Linked DNA regions of Hordeum vulgare: region 1 is linked to region 2. Evidence: chromatin contacts called from public Hi-C data. All regions are on one chromosome and are shown on one strand. The core of a region is the stretch at or near the end of the contact, and the rest is flanking DNA. Distances in the headings are between cores, read along the strand shown.

Evidence for each region. Hi-C and Micro-C count contacts between places; a contact is called where the count stands out from the background.
Region 1: a contact with region 2 is called in a Hi-C map of seedling, with 3 times the contacts expected there. The contact joins the enhancer-like site here to the promoter of LOC123448114 in region 2. A contact is called at or near these places in 5 of 6 Hi-C or Micro-C datasets (leaf and seedling).

Annotation. Positions count from the first base shown.
Region 1 is chr4H:126,978,959-126,985,805 of MorexV3_pseudomolecules_assembly, reverse strand. No RefSeq gene overlaps it. Among protein-coding and RNA genes, the nearest start is that of LOC123446240, 210 kb to the left of the region's middle. Within about 2 kb of position 4,750, at least 3 of the 3 cell types and tissues checked have open chromatin away from gene starts, as enhancers often do. A contact at or near this core is called in leaf and seedling, where this site is marked.
Region 2 is chr4H:126,733,006-126,740,323 of MorexV3_pseudomolecules_assembly, reverse strand. It overlaps LOC123448114, which reads right to left and starts at 4,483. Exons shown (of 1, transcript XM_045124889.1): 1 at 3,704-4,483. The coding sequence starts at 4,321. The coding sequence ends at 3,914. LOC123448113 (bifunctional bis(5'-adenosyl)-triphosphatase/adenylylsulfatase FHIT) reads left to right here. Exons shown (of 4, transcript XM_045124888.1): 1 at 1-173; 2 at 2,392-2,538; 3 at 2,871-2,957; 4 at 3,054-3,436. The coding sequence starts at 60. The coding sequence ends at 3,170.

The DNA.
Region 1 (6,847 bases), core at 3,501-6,000, 250 kb before region 2:
ATCCAGCAAGAGAGGGTGGAGTGGTAGATGAATTCCCTGGCAGTGTGACGACGTGGTGGTGGTGGTGGTGGTGCTGTCCCTGCAGAGCTTGACCTAAGCACTACCGAAAAACTAGAGGAGAAATCGATCTAGGGAGAGAGAGTGGCGCCAAGGGATTCATGTATCCTCTTGGGGTGCCCCATCCTCTCTATATATAGGTGGAGGGGCATGGGGAACAACCTCTTAAAGACCTAGGGTGCAGTCAAGGGGGGAGGAGGTGGAATCATAGTCCCCTTCCTTCCCTTCCATACAAAGGTGGGCTTTCCACCTTTCCCAATTGCATGGGCCTTGAGGAACTCGTGCGCTTGGCCCAATAAGGCCAAAACATCTCCCCTCAACCCATGCATACCCTTGGGACATGGTGGAACCCTTGGTGGACTTCCGTATTCCTCCAGAAGTTTTTGGAACCTTCTAGAAGCTTCCTGATACAATACCAACAAAAACCAAAACTTTTCCGGTAGCCAAAATATGACTTCCCGTATATAAATCTTTACCTCCGGACCATTTCGGAGCTCCTCGCGACGTCCGGGATCTCATACAGGACTCCAAATAACTTTCAGTTACTACCACACATAACTCATTAATACCAAATTGTCACCAAACCTTAAGTGTGCATACCCTATGGCTTCGAGAACTATGCAGACATGACTGAGACACTCTCCAGCCAATAACCAATAGCTGGACCTGGATGTCCATATTGGCTCCTACATATTCTACAAAGATCTTGATCAGTCGAATCATGATGTGAAGGATTCAATCAATCTCGTATATTATTCTGTTTTTCTATCGATATGTTACTTGCCCGAGATTCGATCATTGGTATCTTTATACGTAGTTCAATCTCGTTACCGGCAAGTCTCTTGACTCATTCTGTAATACAAGATCTTGTGACTAACTCCTTAGTCACATTGCTTGCAAGCTTCTTGTGATGTTGTATTACCGAGTGGGCCCTAGAGATACCTCTTCGTCATATGAAGTGACAAATCCCAGTCTCGATTCACGCCAACCCAACAGACACCCTAGGAGATACCTGTAGAGTCACCAAGTTACGTTGTGATGTTTGATACACACAATAAATTCCTCCGGTGTCCTGGAGTTGCATGATCTCATGGTCATAGGAACAGATACTTGACATGTAGAAAACAGTAGCAACAAACTAACACGATCACATGCTATGTTCATAGTTTGGGTCTTGTAAATCACATCATTCTCCTAACGATGTGATCCCGTTATCAAATGACAACTCTTGTCTATGGTCAGGAAACCTTGACCATCGTTGATCAACGAGCTAGTCCATTAGAGGTTCACTAGGGACAGTGTGTTGTCTATGTATCCACACATGTATTTGAGTTCCCAACCAATACAGTTCTAGCATGGATAATAAACAACTATCATGAATAAGGAAATATAACAATAAAATTTTTATTATTGCCACTATGGCATATTTCCAACATTACCTATACCTGCAGCTATTGTGGTAGTAATATGTGAGCCACACGGACTCAGCAATCTCATTTCCAAAGGTATCAAGACTAGCAAAGCTTAATGGGTGAGGTATGGTTAAGTGGCGAGGCTGTAGCAAGCAACTAAGCATTTATTTGAGGTGGCTTACTTACGAGTAAAAGAATAAGAGGGGTGTGATCTACGTATAACGGACGTGAACTAATAATGATCTCGAAGTGATACTGAACACCTACTTACGTCAAACATAACCCCATTGTGTCCTCTTTCGGATGCAGAACTCACGAGAATAGACATACACGGTTACCTACACAATTGGCATATTTTAATGAAGTTTACTTCAAGTTATCTAGAATCGGATGTTAATTTTTTTTTCCAAGTTGACACATAACCGTGGGCACGGCTCTGAGAAAGATTTAACCGTGCAGGGGTGCTCCAACAAGTCCATCACAAAGTACCACACGCTACATCGGAAGCCTCAACCACGGAAACCCCGTGATCTCCTTGGCTTCCTTGTGGAACACCTCAACCTTGAAATAGCCCATAGTATACTCGGAATCCCTTGCACGAGACGTTCGAGAAGAGTAAAACAAGTCCAGCAAAGCCACCCGGTGAGCCAGATCCGCATCTAGAGACGCTCACTCTCTTTCTACGGGCGTCAACCGTCTATGCAAAGTGGACGATAGCCAGAAAATGCCTCGAGTTTCCCGAGGTGGTACCGCCGACTACTAGGTAGGTGGACCAACACTCTTGAGGAGCATTGGTCCTGGGTTCATTAATTATCCACGGGTTAATTACTCCCTATGCAGTTCATTAGTTATTAGGAAAATATAGTACCAATGTTGGGCCTTGCCAGACAAGTTTTATCACAAAAGAAAAATCAAGGGGTCCCCATAACAACCCAAGCATGTTAGGAGCGCAAAATTGTGGAACATAACACCGGTAGAGGAACTAAGGTGGCAAAGATGGAACTGAACACTAGGCTAGAAGGCCAAGCCTTCCACCTTTTACCAGGTATATAGGTGCACTAAATTAAATAGCAATAATATGATGATATAACAAGAAACCTATGTTTTCACATGGAAGCAACTGCACCTGCAACTAGCAACTCTATAAGAAGGTTGAGCGAGCCGTATATAGCCAAACAGTGGTTTGCTAGGATGTGGAGAGGTTAGAGGCTTTCATGGCAATGTTGGTAGGTTGACATTTAAGTGATAGGCAGCGAGACATAGTGATACAAACGAGGCAACTAGCATGGCAATGATAGTAATGGTATCTACGAAAATGATCATCTTGCCTATGATCCTACTTGGAAGAAGACTGAATCCATGATGTAGACGAACTAACGTAGTCGAACGAATCCTCACACTCCGACATGCTTGCAGAACTATATCGAGAAGAAACAATCCAGAAATAATAATCAGCACACAATAAATACCACAACATATGCATGACATGATGCACAAGCACGTATGATGCATGCCCGATTTAGTTATGCAAGGCATGGCAAATCAGAATAATTTGTTACTATACATTAAATGAAGCTCAATTTGCAACGAGTTGCATATTGGCGAAACTCCATATTTGGATTACTTAGTTCACTCCCGTTAGGTACACAGCAATATTAAATGTTGTTAAACATGGAAAGAGGTGAAGCATAAAGAAACTACACAAGCTAGGCATTTTAAATGAGGTCAGAAATTACATATAGCATTTCCAAAATAACCCCACATGTTAATTTCGAAATTAGTCTGTATCTGTTCTAAACATATTTTATATTTATTAAACAGCAAAATAAAGTGGATCATGTGATTCTACACGTCATTCTAGTCGATTTACATATATAGATTATTTGAAACAGAGTTACGGTCTAAAAGATATGAGCCACACAAGATGATATGCCATGAATGCAAAATGCATGCAAATGACAGCCACAACATGTTAGATCATGGATGCACAAGATATTATGAAACTTCAATAAATTCAAGTTTAAATGAGGCCGGAACAACGAACAATAATTCTGAAAAAAATCCCAATATGCAAATTATGATTCCTATACATAATTTTAGAATTGTTAAGCAGCAAAACAAATATCATCATGTCATTCTACGCAATTTTCTAGCCAAGTTACATATGTGGATCATTTTAATCAGAGATACGGTTAATTAATTATGAGACAAACTATTTTAGAGTTTTGTTAGGCAATTTTACTAAAAACAACAAATTAAACATTTTAAACATGGACGAAAGTGAGATATTGTGAAACTACACAGAATTCTATGCATCTTACATGTATGAAGTTTTTAAATCCATTTCACGTTTAATTTGCTACAAATTAAATCATTTTAAATTGTCATCATGCAAATCAAAGCAAACAGCAGGTTAAACATTTTGAAACATGCATCAAAGTTGGAAATTATTATTCTACACAAAATTCTACACATTCTACATATCTGATTTATTTTAATCCGATGCGGTGTTAAATAGTTATTAACATTTTAAAATGATGCAATTTCTGTAATTATCAAATTCCCTTAAAATTGGACAAATTCGCAGACTAAAAAATCAACTACGGGTCGGATCTATTACTAGGCCTAAACAAAGGCAAGCGCGACATATCTATAACGTGCATTGGGCGGGATTTAGCGAGCGGCGTTCACCAGAGGCCTCACGACCCGGCTCGATGCGGGATTGGGCTTGTTGCTGGGTGAGGTCGCGGTCCACACGGGCGAGGCGAGCTGGGAATTGGTTGGGGGCACTGCTGGGCCTGGCCGGGCGCACTGGAGCAGGCCCACATGGGCGCTGGCGAACGGGCAAGCAGCTCAGGCGTCTGGTCGACCTGTCGTCCTCCTTGCGCGGAGACAAACTACGACGGCGGCGGGCGACGGGGCTCCTCGTAGTGGCGGGACCAGATCGAGGGTGCTGTGGACGACCAGATCCACGCAGCGGGGGCCTTCTCCGGCCGGATCCCGCCGAATCCGAGATCGCGGCGAGGCCCAGGTGGCGGGGTGCAGCGGGTCGAGAGGCTCCGATGGTGGTGCAGCGGCGGGCGGCGTGGATGTGGCAGGGCGGCCAGCGGCGGCGCGCGACGGCGCGGAGCGAGGCCTGCGCGAGGGGGCGAGCGGCGGCGGAGAGGAGAAGGTGGGGTCCTTCGGAGGCTGGCGCGAGGGCAGGCAGGGCTTGCTCAGAGCAGGGTGTGTCGCGGCGCGGCACGAGGCTGTGGGCGGCGACGGCCTGGTTTGGGCCCGGGGGTGGGACGCGATGGGCTTTGGCGGGCCCTGATGGATGGGACGAGGGAGGAGAGGAAAGTGGGAGGCTGTGGCGCCAAGCAGTAGTTGCATGGGGAATTCAATGAGGAGACTAGGGTTTCCATGTTGGGCAGGGCTAGATGTCCATATAAAGCAAGGGGGGCTAGGTTTAGCTGATTTTGCCTGATTCGGACCATTCGATCACAATCAGACGACTTCGATGGCAGGATAGGGTAGGTTGGGCTAGGTGGGTTGTGTAGGGGTGTTTGTACTGAGAGAAGAAGAGAGGAAGAATGCGGCCCGTGACACAAGTTTATAAAACTGAAAATCGTCCAATATTTAAACCGATGACGGTGCTGCTAGACTTAACTGTTGGGGTATCAAACGAACTCCGATTGCGATGATATTTGGCACGCGGTTTACCTATACTATAAAAAGACCGCACACCAACTTTCAACCCAACCCAAGAAAGTTTTATACACAAAAATAATATTTTAACAATGCCACGGGTGCGTGCATGTGTTTGGTCTCGAAACCATCAACGACAAAAACAGAGAGAACCAATAACTAACAACGAAAGCAAGTTTTTGAATGAATGACGACAACAGAGTGTTGATGCAATGTGGATGATGCATTGATGAAAGTGACAACCAATTAAATCACACGATGACAATGGAATAAAAGGGGAATCTTCTGGACCGTCGGTTCTAGGCGCTTACAACTCTCCTCCACTAGCAAGAGATCTCAACCCGAGATCTAAGAATTAAAAGGGAAGAGGAAGAGGAAAGGAAGAGGTAAAACTTAGTTTCTTCTTGAAAATCGAGTGAATCCAATGAATCTTGAAGGTCGCAGAGAGTTGATAATGATATTAAGAACAATCAAGGATTCAAAAGAAATTTGGAAAGCAGTTTGGTAGAAAAAAATCAAAATTTGATAAGATGGAAAGAACTTGAAAAGATTCACACAATCCAATTAAATGGATAAGCATAAAAAGAACATGGCCTTGCTAAGCAAGATAATGGATGAAAGAGAGCAACATCACAAGCCTCTGTAACAAAAGAATAGAAACTAAATCATTTGAGGGAGAAGAAAATGACAACTACTACCACAACTAATTGAAGAACATCCTTACAAGAAGAATAGAACATAGTCATTGGAAAATGAACAACAAAAAGAATAGCTTGTTGTTGGCTTATGGAAAACATCTCAAATTGTGAGGTGAAAACCAGCCACTAAAAAAACAAAGATTGCTTGGATGCAACAAGAGAGGCAAATTTCTTACCCCAATTGGATATATTGAGAACACTGGATCATGGACAAGCACCAAAATAGCAACAGTCCTTAGGAAAAGCTTTAGGTGACATCCAATCCAAGATTTCTCAAAGAAGAAATCATGGGTTGAAAATATCTCACGATCAAAGAATTTGGTGGGTTTAAATATCTCATTCTTGAAACAAATCCCCTTTGATACTCCTCGTGAGTCTAGAATGATATAACAACACCTCACAAGATAAAATATAATGAATTGCACTTAGAACTGCAAGAGAAAGAACACTTGATGTTCTCCAACAAGAATCTTGGAGAACACCTTGAGGATGAATTACATCCTTAACGAACCACCATGAAGAGCCTCCATATACAAAAGAATGATGAAAAGAAATGAAGGTTGAACAGAATAAGATTAAAGCTTTGCAAAGATTTAGATGAAGCTTCATGAAGAGATACTTGAGAAAACTTGGAACTCCGGAAAAGAAAAGATAAGAACACTTGGGATAAGAATTAGATATTATGAACAACTCTGGAAGAAATATTGAAATCACTTGAAGAAACAAGAATACAAATTATGTTATGCTTATCCTTCATCAAGTTTAATTGATGACAAGCAACGGATTTAGCACACCACTTGTTCTTCTTGAAAAGATTGGAGAGAGAGATAGAGCACAAACTGAAGAAGTCTTCAATGAAACACTGGTAAGAATTGGGAACGAAAGAGGATAATACAAATGAACTATTCTATATGAGGACAAAGAGAGCATCATTTGATTAGAGAATGCTTGAACAAGCCACCGGTAAGAATTTGCAAATGAATGGAAATGCCA
Region 2 (7,318 bases), core at 3,234-5,733:
CCTTGCTGCCTGCGTCCGCTTTCGTCCTCCGTCTCCTCCTCGTCTTCCCCGCTCCGAGGATGGAGGAGCCGCCGCGGTACAAGTTCGGGCCGTATAAGATCGACGCGAGGGAGGTCTTCCACGCCACGCCCCTCTCGTACGCCATGGTCAACCTCCGCCCCCTCCTCCCTGGTAATCTCGGCGCCTTCTTCGCCCCTTTCCCCTGCCTCGCCTCTTGTGAGCATGCGACACATTCTTAGAAAATTTAATGCCAGTCTGCGGCTCCTGACCTAGAATCACGGTAGGTATATATCTCGATGATGAATCGCATGTGGGCATGCGACACATGCTTAGAAAAATTAGCCCGCCCTTGCGGATGCAGCTGATGACACATAAGATTTGTTTAGACCAGATGATAGATAAGAAATTCACTCTTCAGACCATTATGGAAATAATTTAAACACACTGGACCGTGTTAACTATTGATAGACAGATTAGATCCCAATTTCGTTTATTTCGGGAAGTTATGCCCAGCTTCGAGAATGGAGATCTTCTGCTGTGCTTTAGCTTCAACGTTAACCTGGGAGAAATAAGTAGGCGAACGGGTTTCATTCTTTTATTTGCCAGCTTCAACGTTAACCTGGGAGAAATATGTCTAAGTACTACTCTGCAGTCAAGCTTTTTTATTTGCTTAAGAGAATGCCATGCTTCCCTCCCACACTTCATTTGCCAAAAGACAAGGAAAAACACCATCGAGCTGGAGTGGCTTGTTTTGTTTTATCCGTACATGGTTCCTAGACCCCATCTTCTTGATCCTGCAATGCATGATTTCCTTTATAGTTCTTAGCTACCCATTTATGCCATCCTATGTACTCCCTCTGTCCCGAAATGCAAGACATTTTTTGATACTATGGTAGTATAAAAACACGTCTTACATTTCGGGGCGGAGGGAGTAGTTCTTAGACATATAAGCCGTTTAAATTATCTGTTTGAACAAATCACCATGTTCATGAACGGTCGATTTATTTTTGTTTCCATTTTCTACAACAGCTATTTGTAATTTTAGATTTGTATCTTTTGTACTTCTGGCTGCTATTTTGTATTTACCTATGTCAATCTTACTCTGCAGGTCATATCCTTTGATTTGGCAAAGACGATATTTAGACTTTATGAGAATGCTAATGAGGACATGCCTGGATGGGGTCTCCTCGTTTTGTCATACCATCAATAACTTTGATTCACTTGCTTGTTTATTATGCCTACTAAAACTCATGGATACAGTCCAGACACTTCCAACAGAAAAGGATGACTGATTCCTTTTTAAGAATATATTGTATGCATATTTTCCTAGTCTTTTGCATTGATATGTAAATAGAATCCAGATATCAAGGATGTCGATGCTAGAATTTGGTTTCATGTGAGTGGCTTATAAAAAGTGGTTGACACAACTGCCATTAATAATTCTTTAGAAATAATAATATTAAATGTCATGTCATGCAATTAATTGATCTTCATCTTCTTATGAAAATATCGCAGAATTTTATGCAGCAGTTAGTTCAAGTGGGCAACCTATTCATACTAATATACTCCCTCCGTCCGGTGAAAAGTGTACATATAGGACATTTTAGGACAAATTATGAAGTGGAGTAAAAAATGCATTGGAAAGGTGCAAGCCCCCTTCTCTCGATCTCTTTAATTACCCAACCCCCAGTGAGCTAAGAGGGTGCTTGGATCCAAGGGAATTATTTTAGTCTGACTAAAAATAGTCTCTTTAAGAGGCCAAAGTTCCAAGCACCCCTGACTAAAGAGGGGCTAAAATTGAGACTAATTTTTTTTTTAGTCAGGGGTACCCCTACTAAAATGTGGATTAGTCCTCTCTCTCCTCATTTAACTCCTCTCCCTTAACACAGTCGAGTTCTGGATTGGAGGGTTTGGAGGATAATAAATGCTCATTAACTTGATTTTAGTCTCTTTAGTATTTGGATCCAAGCATGGGTGAGGCTAGCAAGTTTTAGTCCCACTACTTTTAGTCATGGGACTAAAACGTATCCAAGCACCCTCTAAGTGCATGTACAATTAAGGAGACTATGTGTAGAATGAATTGGTCTTGTTTACCGTGTGATGAGAGAGAAGCATTTTTTTCTACTTTAAAGTGCATTGGGAAGGTAAAAGTACACTCTTTTGTGGATAAATTTTAAAGCCAAACGTAGACTCTTCACCGGAGGGAGGGAGTATGCACTTATGGTATATAACTTTTACTTGAGGTAGTACCTCATTGGCTTTAGTTTTTGTCATGTTGTTCAGCTGTTCACAACCTTTATCATTTGGAGTTCAGCATCTATTACGGTTTAAAGTTTCATATGATGAGAACACATGTTTTATTGTATATATCATTTTCCTTAACAATACACACATGTCCTTGTGTGCCCCAAGCGCGAGGTGAAACGATTTGCTGATCTAAGTTCTGATGAGACTGGTGATTTGTGGGTAATTGCAAAGGAAGTTGGTGCAAAGCTCGAGCAGTACCACAAAGCTTCCTCCATCACATTCGCGATTCAGGTGAAGTCTATATCTATTTCGTGAATAACTCAGTATCCAAATTTTATTTAGTTGGTGTGTACCTTATTGATTTTCTGTTGTGGTACACTGTACACAACAAAATAGAATGGGTTAGCCTTTGATTACACCATGCACCCCGTAGACAACAAAGTTAAATTTGATAGACATATAATGTTAGACTCGAAGTTTGCTAGTTGCTCTCGAATCATTCACTCTGGTTTTGCCTTTGGTTACTGTGTTTACCTTTACCTTACAAAGTTACAATAATCGATGGCGGAAGAAGGAGGGCTTGCTGAATTACATCTATTTGTACTTGTCAGGATGGTCCTCAGGCTGGCCAAACAGTTGCCCATGTACACATCCACGTCATCCCCAGGAAGAAAGGAGATTTTGAGAAGAACGATGAAATATATGATGCGGTACATGACGTTGGTGTTCTGTTGATATTATTGTCCCATCTGGTTTTATTTTCTTGTTGATTTTCACGTAAAGCTTGCCATTTTGCTTTGTAACAGATTGAGGTGAAAGAGAAGGAAATGAAGGAGAAGCTTGACCTAGACGTCGAAAGAAAAGATAGAAGCATGGAAGAAATGGCTCATGAGGCCACCGAGTACCGCGCTCTTTTCTTCTAGCCAGACAAATGTATCTCTGATGAACTCTCTAATTTTCTGCCACTCTTGCCTAAAACTAGCCTTACGATTGTTTGTCCTTGATTGCGCGGTGTGGTTCGTATTGTCCACGGACCTGGCAGCACCAGTCCAAATCTGATGTAGTGATATTGCAAGACCGCTTGTTCATCGCGCTGGTTATTCTTCGTTGCGTGACTACCGAACTTATTTTCTTGTTCCCCACTGATCTTCCTTTTGGAAAGGGGAGGAAAGGAAAAGATTTGAGCTTATTGGCATTTGGTTGATGGAGATGTGGTGCATATGTTCTGCCACTTGGCGTCAAATGACAAATGCACAATTATTGTTGGCACCTAAGTACAGTCATAGTCAGTGCATTTTTTTTTTCTTGGGTGCGTGCAAGAGTCAGTGCTTTGGAAAGTGAAGGTTAGGTACTTGTACCTGTCTATCTTGCGATGCTTTCCACAGAGTCAGCACGGGAATTTTTGCTTCGGCAGAAAAGGCAGGTGAAATGAGTCAAACACGACAGCTGCCAACCCTCAACGAACGAGTAAAAATATATATTTCGACAGTGCTCAAAAGAATTGAAATGGGTACAAGGAAATGAAAAATAAATCGTGAGATGTAACCTTTTTCCATCCAAATTGAAGTAAAAATAATAGTATGTCAAAAACAGCTAGCAGGTGATCATTCACGACTCACGAGGCCGGTCATTAGCTGAACGGCGGTCGGCAGCGACGGGGATCGCCCTAGGTGGTGGTGCAGTTGCTGCCGGCGCCGCAGCCGCATGTGCGGGGGGAGAAGGCGCAGACGCCGAAGGGCTTGCCGGGGACGTTGCAGTCGATGGCGTAGCAACACCGCGTGTCCACGCATGAGCTGCTCGAGCTGGCGCTGCTGCTGCTCCCTGCCGCCGCCGCGCAGCACCGGCACCCCATGCACAGCTGGAACGGCTCGTACCTTCCTCCGCCGCCCGGCGCCTCGTCCCCGGCGGCGGCTACCGTCGCGGCCGGGAGCGCCACCGATCGGTACACCACGGCGCGCACCGGCACGTACCCCGCCGGCGCCGGCGATGGACGCGACGTCGCGCCTCTGGCAGCTTGGATGATGACTAGGACCAGGAGGAATATGAGAGAGTTGGACGGCGCGTTGTGCGCCATGCTTGCCTTGGGCTTGGGGAGGATGGAACTACAGAAGAAGAGGCAATTAAGCAAGCTGCACCCCTTTTGAGGTTAGACAAGGGGACAATGGGTTTGGCAGGAATGGACAGCAACTCCTCATGTATAACGAGATCATTTCGGCTAGTTATAGGGTAATGTTATTCAGCGAACATTCACTGGGTGTACATGGTAAAACGAACATTTTTCGTGGTAGTTTATGTGTTTCAAACATGGCAATTCTTTAAAACGAACACGACAATTCTCACAGCAAAATCCTCTCCTTGCCATCAGTTTTCATGTGTTTTTGAAGAAATTGGCACATACTTCCAAAGAATTCCATAAAAAAAACATTCGCAATTGTTATGCCCCACAGTGAGCGTTCAATAGCTTTTGGGTCCCATATTATGTGTTGGAAAATAAAAATAAAGCACACGGAGTTAACACCTAGAAACAAAAACACCGAGAGGTGGTACCAAGGCAAGGCGGTCTCCACTGCTTCAACACCTCGCAAAATTTGACAAAAAAAAGAACTCATCCCTCACATCACCGTAGTGTAGTATGAGAATGAGCACCTTTTTTTCTTCAACCGGGCTCATACCCCTTTCTATTAATTGCTTAACGGAAATACACCGGTCTCAGTTATATCCGAGAAGCTAACAATAAAAAATGGAACTGAAAGGGAAGAGTGAGTTGGAGCATCAATAGGAACCCCACTGTGAACGATTCTAAAACAAACCATCCACTCTGAGGCGAAAACCTATTGACACTACTACGTGGCCTCAAAAGCTTTAACGACATCATCTAGCAAATAAGGAAACAACCAACAACAAAAGGAGACTGCAAGTAACTTAGCGGGCATCGAACCCGTGTGAGGACATCTATTAACCATCGAAAGAATAGGGTTCGGCCCCTCACGCCCAGCTTTGCCCCTAGGGCCAGCCTGCCTCGCGAGGTCAAACGATCTGCAAGCGAAACCGCGACATGGACCATCCTCTGAACCCTAGCCTCGAAATTTTCTCTCTCCACTCCCTTCAACAAACCTGACCAATACATGAGAAAAGAACATTCGGTAAACACTGCCCCAAGAGGAGATCGCACAACATGATTATCAAATGCGCAACATGATTATCAAATGTCACTTTGTTACGAGTGCATCAGATCCCCCGGCAAATAGCAGCAATAATGGTCATGTAATGTTGTTTACCACCAGGTAAGTATCTATAGAGACAAACCCAACTTTGCCACAAGTATCAGGGGCAACAAGGCGCGCTCAGTGCTAGCCTAAAGGCACCCGAAACTGATCTAGCAAAGGCACACCAAAAGAACAAGTGATTAGTTGTTCCATGTCATTAGAGAATGAGCACAGAGGGTTCCCAGGCCATTCTCTTTTCTGCATATTATATGTAGTAGGGATGACATTTTGAACAATTCCCACAAGAAGACTTTGATTTTTAAAGGAACCTCGGCTTTACATACCCATTTGTAATCAGGCCCCGACAGATCTCTCTCGAGCCACTCATATACTGATTTGTGGTGAATTCCCTTTTTTTCAAATTTCCAGGCTACCTTGCCACACGAAGTTTTTAGAGCAAATGATGGTCATGACAATATTGGCCCACTGTTCATCTAAATGAGAAAACAGAACACGTCTGAATTGTAAAGCAATTTCTTTTCCTAGCAAATTCTGCCAAAGTACAATCCTGATCACGACAAATCTCAAACAATACATGATAGGTTGTTTTCAAGGGAACATTACTCGTCCATGGATCATGCCAGACCCTAGCTAGATCCCCCTTATTTATATTGATCATCCTACCATCATAACTGCTTTCTAGCAGGGGGAGTCATTGAATCTAGTTTGAACATTAGACACAGTCTTACGCTTAAAGTATCTAGCATGCACAATGCGTTGCCATATGCCATCTCCATACTTCGGTCTCCATCACCATTTGACTAGGAGGCTAACATTCTGTTTGTGGAGTTCTTTAATACCCAATCCACCAATGTTCTTAGAATGACAGACCCTGGTCCACTTGACCATATGGTAAGCCCGTTTTTTCTTTCCCTTCCTCCAAAAAAACGTCTATGACAAACATTCATTTTTTCTATGGAAGTCTTGTTAAGAAATAACATAGACATAAAGTACGAAGGAATCCCATCAAGGGTAGAATTAATAAGAGTAACCCTAGCTCCCGAGGAGGCGATATAACTAATCCAAGCTGCCAACCTTTTTAGCAATCTTGCATCAAGGAAGTCCTAGTCCACCGTTTTCAGCATTGCATATGTCACATGGACTCCCAAATATTCCATTGGAAGTTTACTAACTTGACAACCAAACATATCAACATAAATTTGATCAATATTATTATCCCCCTCCCCAATAGTAAAAACATCACTTTTATCAAAGTTAAGTTTTAGGCCCGACATTAACTCAAATAGGTTGAGGAGCAGGTTAACATTTAGTGCCTTCTCCACATCATGAGAGAAGCAAAACACGATATCATCTGCATATTGAATAACGCACACGCCCTCATAAATTACATCAGGAGCTAAACCTTGAATAAGAATTTTCTTTGGGCAGCTAGGACCATTTTTGTTCGGCATTAAACATCCAAATTAAACAAGAAAGGGGAAACCTGGTCCCCTTGCCAGACCACTTTGGAACTTTGAATCTATGGACCCAATTCATCATTAATTTTGACACTGGTCATGTCACTACGTAGGATCTGAGATACCCATGTCGGGGAACGTCGCATGGGAAACAAAAATGTTCCTACGCTCACAAAGATCAATCTATGAGGATCAACATCTACGAGAGGGGGAGTATATCTACATACCCTTGTAGATCGCTAGGCGAAAGTGTTAAGAAAAGCGGTTGATGTAGTCGAATGTCTTCGCGACCCAATCACGATCCGTCCCACGATCCAGTCACGAACGTCCCGATCAAGTGCCGAACGGACGGCACCTCCGAGTTCGACACACATACAGCTCGATGAC